Regions from separate parts of the Hordeum vulgare genome. Here region 1 is linked to region 2. A link is a contact called in public Hi-C data. All regions are on one chromosome and are shown on one strand. The core of a region is the stretch at or near the end of the contact, and the rest is flanking DNA. Distances in the headings are between cores, read along the strand shown.

The links. A called contact is a pair of places that touch in the nucleus more often than the background predicts.
Region 1: a Hi-C map of seedling shows a contact between it and region 2, with 4 times the contacts expected there. The contact joins the promoter of LOC123448754 here to the promoter of LOC123448752 in region 2. A contact is called at or near these places in 1 of 6 Hi-C or Micro-C datasets (seedling) and 1 of 1 datasets of contacts at active chromatin or transcription factors (embryo).

What each region holds. Positions count from the first base shown.
Region 1 is chr4H:407,694,294-407,698,101 of MorexV3_pseudomolecules_assembly, forward strand. LOC123448754 (protein ETHYLENE-INSENSITIVE 3-like 1a) reads right to left here and starts at 2,142. Exons shown (of 2, transcript XM_045125751.1): 1 at 1,871-2,142; 2 at 1-386. The coding sequence starts at 312.
Region 2 is chr4H:406,960,342-406,963,913 of MorexV3_pseudomolecules_assembly, forward strand. LOC123448752 (RGS1-HXK1-interacting protein 1) reads left to right here and starts at 2,262. Exons shown (of 7, transcript XM_045125749.1): 1 at 2,262-2,440; 2 at 2,889-2,955. The coding sequence starts at 2,357.

The DNA.
Region 1 (3,808 bases), core at 892-3,391, 730 kb after region 2:
GCGGCTCTGCTGAAGCTCCTTGAGGCGCTTGAGCTTCATGCGGTCGCGCCACATGCGGCGCTCCAGCTCCTCGATGTCATCCACGTCGTCGTCGCTGTCGTCCTCCCCGGCGTCCGGGAAGTTGTCCGTCGGCGGGTCCACAAGGTCGCCCTCGCCCATGACGCACTGGTCGCCGGAGGAAGTCTGTGGCATAAGGGAGCCGAAGCCGAGGTTCTTGTCGTTGCCGTTCTGCTGGAGCAGATCCACGAAGTTGTGCACGCCGGGGAACGCCATGCCCTGATCCATCAGCAGCCCACCTCCCCCTCCCATCATGGTCACTCGAGCAACTCTTCTCTTTCAATATAAATTCCACTTGCTCTACTACTACTTGTAGCTGTGGTGTTCAGCTGCACAGAAGCAAATCAAAGAGGCCAGGTTAATTACCAACTTATTGCTGAGTCTGAATGCAATAACTAGGCAACATGTGCAACAAGATTAGTGTTAAAGAGGCAATTACAGTTAAGACTACTAATACTAGAGCTTAAAATAGCCATAATACTATTATCTTAATAAGGTAATTAGACGGTGACTTAAGACATATGTGCTTCAGTTGCTATCTTCTTCTCCTTGTTCATAAAACATCCCAGATCTACCATAACCCGGAGACAATCATGTGGCATAAAAGCAAGTTTACCAATTGAAGCAAGCACCGGAAGGCCCGGTCTGCATGTGTTTTGGCTAAACAAAACGCACTCGATCTTATCCAACCCACACACCCCACACACCCCGCACGCACACACCTGCTATGATCCTCTTCACAAATAGGTAGATCATCACCACCTAAGGAAGGCAGCGCACGCAACTAGCAGAGGCATCTAATCTAACACGAGCTTATCTTCTTTTTCTCTCTGACATGATCATATCGGACGGCATAACTAACAGAAATGGGTGTGTTATGCATGACCATATATATAAAACGCTAACGGAAGAACGAGCCAAATAATTGAAGCAGTGATGAACGCATCTATGGGTTTTACCAAACATAATTATTTTTCTTCATGATTTTAACGGGTCCTAGCATAGCAGATCAAGGAAGGAACTGAAGCATGTGTTTTCTTTCTTTCTACTGATCATGTTTAAGCGTATGAAAGATTGCTCTGATCCAATCACATGGGCTTGGCGAAAATGATCAGAAAGCAGGGGGGACACTCCACTTTTCAAGGGGAGAAAGCCATCTTTTATGTGATGATATTTACCTGTACTACCTTTTTTTTAAGAACATTTATTTGTACTACCTAGCCAAACATGTATCGACAGTTGGAAACAAGAACATGTACCCATGTGCTCACCGAAAAGGAAACAAAGTAGTAGTATAGTCTACAAAAGGGGAAGATAACAATAGAGAAAATGGATCAAGCAGGCATCAAAATGGAGAAGAGACGGGAAATTTTCCCTCTCCTGAGAAGAGAAAACAGGAATAGCATTCCATTCCTTGCTGACAAAACAAAATAAAATCCTTCCAAAAACGCTAGGTGCTACTACTATATATTCCAGATTTCCAAAAGAAAAGAAAGAAGGGAACTCTTGTAATTGGACTTGTCCAAAAATATCTCCCCAGAGCAATGAAAAAGAAGAGCGAAGAAGCACAAACTGGAATTGATAACTGCTGCAGAAGCAACTCTAGGACGGACCCCGGAAAATATCCAGAGAGAAAAAAAATACCCAAAAGAAGGAAGCATGGTCGCATATAGCTAGCCTATCGCAGAGGTCCTAGCCAATCAAGAGCACGGACAAAACACATGATAAAGGGATAGATTAGGAAGAAGAAGCATATGATGAAGGCACACATGAACGCAAAAGGGAGATGGCAGGGAGGGCAGCATGAGCTCACCTGCGTCGATCTCCCTCCCACTTCTAGTTTTTATCCGGTTTTCACCTTTGCCATGACCTGGGAGAGCTAGGAAGAGGGGCGGAGAGAAGAACAGCGAAGGGAGGGTGGGGGAAAGGGGGAGAGAAGAAGGCACGAGGAGAGGAGAGGGGAGATGAGATAAGAACAGGCCAAGGGAAGGGGGGGAGGAGACCACGGCGCAAGAGCACAAAGCAGCAGCTAATAGGCGGCAAGTGGGTGTGGGTGGCGCTCGGGCGCAACAGCGACAGGGACCCCTTCCATCTTATAATCGCCCCCTTTCCTTTATATTATAGAGCAAAAATGGTGCTAGTCCCACGCACGAACCGCCGCTGCGCTGCGATGTGGTAAGTGAAATTTCACGGCCGCGACAGCGCGCCGCCCGGCCTCGGCGAGGTTAAAGAAAAGGTCTGGTGGCCTCTCTCCCTGTGACGCGTGGGGTCCCAGTCGGTGCGCTCCGTAACGTGGGGTCCGACCGCCGCGGGAGCGCGTGAGCTACGGACAATGCCGCTACAGGTTTGGAGCCAAGTTTACTGTTTTGCCCTATCGTGGACTCTCTCCAGACTTGGTTGGCTGTGGGCCATGATCTTCTGCGCGCAGCAGCTCGCGAGAAGTCTTCTTCCTAGGGGACGTTTTCTTGCACCATTTTGCTCATTTCGGGGCTTAGAGCATCTCCAATAGATGAGGTGATGTAAAATAGGAGACAAAAACACAATGATGTAAAATATACATCAGCAAAAACGTGTTGTTTGGTGCATCGAAGGTGTCGAGCTTTAATAGATGATGTAAAATAAGGCACGAGGTTTCCAATAAATAATCTAAAATAAAGGGTGGCCTCACCCATTTTATACTAAACTTTATCAAACAAATATATAATTGAACACAAAATACATATCTTAACCACAAATAAAGTGCATCACACCAAAATAATCCACACAAACATAGTGCCCGAAAGTATTTCAAACAAAAGTTTTATATTTAAACAATAAAATAGATAAATAAAAGGCACTCAAACTTCAGCTTCTTATTCGTCGATCTTCTCCTTGTCGCAATTGCTATCTTTCTCTTCTTGCACGGTCTCCGAACCATTCATTGTCGTAGCAACATTGGGAGTCATATTGCCACCTACATATACATCATAGTCGTATCCTCCCATGCCGGCATTCATACCTCCACCCATCATGATCATGTATCCTCCCATAGTGGCATTCATACCTCCTCCCATTTGTGCACCATATGATCTCCCATCATGTTCATCATGCTCATTTGTTTCATTGCCAACATTTGATCATGACAAAGATCAATATGTGTCTTCTCCTTCGCATCCATACCACATGTATCCATGAACATAAACTTTTGCTCTCTTTCCTCCTTAAGTTTGCGCTCCTCGACCGCCAACTTCCTCTCTTCCAGCTCCACCTTGCGCTCCTCGATGTCGGCCCTCCTCTCATCTGCCGCAATCTTCCTCTCCTCGGATGCATTCCTTGCCTTTATTTCTTGTAACTTGAGCATCTTCTTCTCTTTGGCATACTCCTTGTGTGCATTCACTATTGCTTCAAACCCCTCTTTGAGATCACTATCTCCTACTTTTGAGCCTTTCTATTTCTTCCTTCCATCTGACCTCTTTGTCTTGGGTTTGGCAACGTTGTCTTCACCACTTCCATCATTCTCATCGTCTTCATCAATCTCCACCGCCTTTCTCTTGTTTGGAATTTCATACAAATCCCTGTTCTTCCACTTCTCCTCATTTTCAAGCTCACTGCAACAATGATGTAATGTAAATGGTCCCCCTTTCTTCTTCTTATCTCCTTTCTTCCCTTTTCTTTGGAATAAACCTTGAGCAATGCTTACCTACATGAAATATAAACCAGATTGTGTTAGACATAAAATAGAAAGCAAGTGCAATACTTACATTAAATAGAA
Region 2 (3,572 bases), core at 1,012-3,511:
GAGAGATGGGGTGAGTTAGTTCGGGATATTAATTCGGGGAGAAATTATGGGGCCTGAGCTAGAAAATTGTGTGGTTAATATCTTTGAATGCATCTGTCAGCCGTGAGATCAAAATACAAAGCAACCGTGTCCCACGGGTGTGACGAATACTTCCCATCAGCTGTATGTACAGAAACGTTTCCGAGTTCTAAAATAGTAGGTCTAACATGATTTGTGGTAGTAGTTGACGGGAAACAAATCACAATTAATAGATGCAAAGTAACTATGTGGGCCCACCTTTATAATCTCACGTTCTAGGCTGGATCAATCCAACGATGGACTACTAGTCTGATCGAAAGCTAAATATCAGTAGTGTGATTCTTAGTGTTGCCCATTCTTTTTTTGGGAGCAATTACTATCAAGTTCGGGATTGACCAAAAATTGAAGAAAAAGTGAAGAGGTATTTTTTTGACTCAGGCTACTCCCAATGCTCTACCTTATACAAGTGCTAAGGCTGCCACATAGGCAAAAAATCTGATGTGGCAAGCTAATTAATAGGAGAGAGATGGGTGTGGTGACCCAGGAAGAAAAATGCTAAACATGTGAACCTAGGTAAAACAATTAAATGAAAGAAATGCACCAATGGAAAAGCATTAAATAAGGAGGCTTAGCTACAATAAGCTAAGCAACTATGCATTGGAGACTTTAGTTGCTAAACTATTTAATGTGCTTAGCACCTCATCTTAGCACCAATGCATCGGAAGTGGCCTTATGGCCTTATGGACAAAAATTTGAAGAAAACACATTTTTTTAGAGAGATAGAGAGGCACGTGTCCTAGGTACGTCAGTACGTGGCATGAACTGACCGGGTCATGCATACCCGTTTATGTTTTGTCCAGGGCCGACCTACAAATATACGGGGTCCAGGGCAATACAAGAACATGGGGCCCTTTGACAAACAAAATCTCAATTGTTTTTGAAAACCAAAATAAATATGCAGTACATAGCATAAATTATTGATCTTTCTACTCTAAGAGTGAGAGTACAACTATTTATCGATCAAGAAGACCATATCGTGATAGTAATGAAACAACATAGCTCCAGAAAAATATCAATTTCCTAATTGTCAGCGGACACATCTTCTTTTTTCTTTTTTTAAAAACAAATAGCCTCGTCAAAACTGGTTGCAACTTAAAAATTTCGTGCTACCATGAGATATAAAATTAATGGATGAACTTACAATTGTCTCTAGATCATCCCTAATCTGCCATGTTCTCCACTCCAAAATTCTTTACCCAAATAATAACTATCCTGCATAAGGCATAGTAAAGCAAACTGAGTGTTTCATGTTTATACTAACTATGATGATAAAAACTCGAAGATTCCCTAGAAGAATTACTAGTTTTGAAAAACTTAGCAATTGATCCCTTTTGGGATTCTACTACTTGACAAATACTTTCTTCAAGATATGTTAATACAGGGATCAAAAGCACCTGAAAACCGATTCATGTGGATGTAAGTGGCTTATCCATACACCGGAACAGTCAGCACCAACAATAAGACACGCCTGAAGTGAACCAAATTTCTCCCTTCTTCTAATCTCCTTCGTGAGCATTCTCTCACATTTGGATCCAATGAAAAACAAAAGAATACACATGCACATGTGAACATGTGATGGATGTGCGATCTGAAATTGTAGGTGCCAGAATGTAGAGCTATTTGTCAATCAATCGTTCAATTGAGGAACAATACTACTGGGCAGAAAGAAGAACATATACCATCTTGGTCTCTCCAAAGTCCAGTTGGATGGGAAGCGCTCCAAAGTCGAGTCGATGGGGAGCGAGGAAGGAGAGCTAGTTAGGGAATGACTTAACGACGTAGGTTTCCATTAATGGCTCGTCGCGACTTTGGAAGCAGAGAGGGCGAGAGGCACGGGAGTCAGTGGCGGCGCCGTTCTCAGGAGTGTGTGATTTCGGCGAGTAGAGGAGTCGTTGGTCCATTCTTTATGCGTTCTGCGTGATGGGCTATTCTTTGAACTTTTTTTTTCGTATTTACACTAGGTTATGCTACTACGAGCTGCTACCTGAATCGGGGCCTGCCTCCCGAGAGCCCAGGGCGGGTGCCCCGTTTGCCCGGACTATGGGCCGGGACTGGTTTTGTCCAAGGCTCCAACGCAGCATTTGAAACTCTTCTCGGCCCACCGTTAAAGAAAAAAGAACTATTCTCGGCCCACGATCGAACGGGCCTAAAATAGCACTACCCAAAGAAGGGAAGAGAACGTCACGAACGTTCAGAGGAGGTGAAGAGGAAAGAGAGAGAGAGAGACCGAGAGATCCGCGAACGCACGGTCGCCGGAGAAACTGCAGGAGCCCAGTCGATGGCGTCGTCGGACACCGGCCGCACGCCGGCGCAAGGCGCGGAAGCCGCCTCCGCCTCCTCCTGGCCTCTCCGCAAGCTCCAGGTCTCGACCCCTTCCCGCTCCGTAATCATACAGAAACTTGCAATGCCTTTAATAAATCTTGGGCGGATTCGCGTGTTTCTGAGTGCCCTTCGTCATCTCAGATGTGTTATCAGGCTGTATGGAATCGCCGTGTATAACTGAATCGAATCCGTCTTTAAGATGGTGCTTGAATTTGTGTTCTTCTTCGGTTGCGATTCGATGGCAAAAAGTACTAAGCTCTTCCTATTCCATTTTTGGGGATAGAAAACCTATGCTTGGTGAATGCTATCTCGTCCCTGAACGATTCTATATTTGACTGCCATTCCCCTTGCACGCGATGCTTGTATAGCTGCACACGCATCGGCTACACTTTTTTGTTGGCTAAACCGAGATGGTATTTTTTTTTCTTTACTCCTGAAGCTTCTTTTTTCCCCTGCCGCACTAACCCTCTTTCTGGTTGCATATGTAGAGCTTCACGCCAGGGCTGTGGTCACAGTACAAAGCCTATGAGGATGTGTTTGTGGAGAGGGCTAAAGGCAAGAGCCCCCCCAGTCGGTGTATTTATTTCACTATGATGGTTCCGCAATCAATACTTGGTTTTATTTCCATTTTAGTTACTATTTCGGATGCGGTGGTTCTTGCGAGCGAGCATCAAGTTGAGGCAATTGGATGTGCAACTGTCGCAGGGTTCATCTTGTTCAGAGGTTATATTTAAAGTGTTCTGAAAGAATCTGAGATTTGTTTCTAAAGATAGGTTGCAACTTAATTTATCTGCTCAAACCAGTACCTTATATGGGTGGTTTCAATTAAGACACAAAGTTGGTTATGTCATGTCTTTGAATACGCACATAGACAAGAAATGGGACTCATTGATAGGAATTGGGGAGTGAAGGAAAACTATATAGTTTCACAAACCCTGAAACCAGAGAACATGATCCATCGACAGGCTGCCAAGTCTCTTTCCATTTGTCTTGTACCACATATCTATCCAGTTCTTCACAAATGTTCAAACTGATTTTGACCTGAGAAATACTATTCAGGAGCTAACAGGCCAGATCATCGGATATATTTCCCTTTTAGAGTTGATGTCGCAAAACCTGTTAATTCGATGCATTCTTGCTCATGTGTATTCGTTGTCTGGGCTAATGATTAG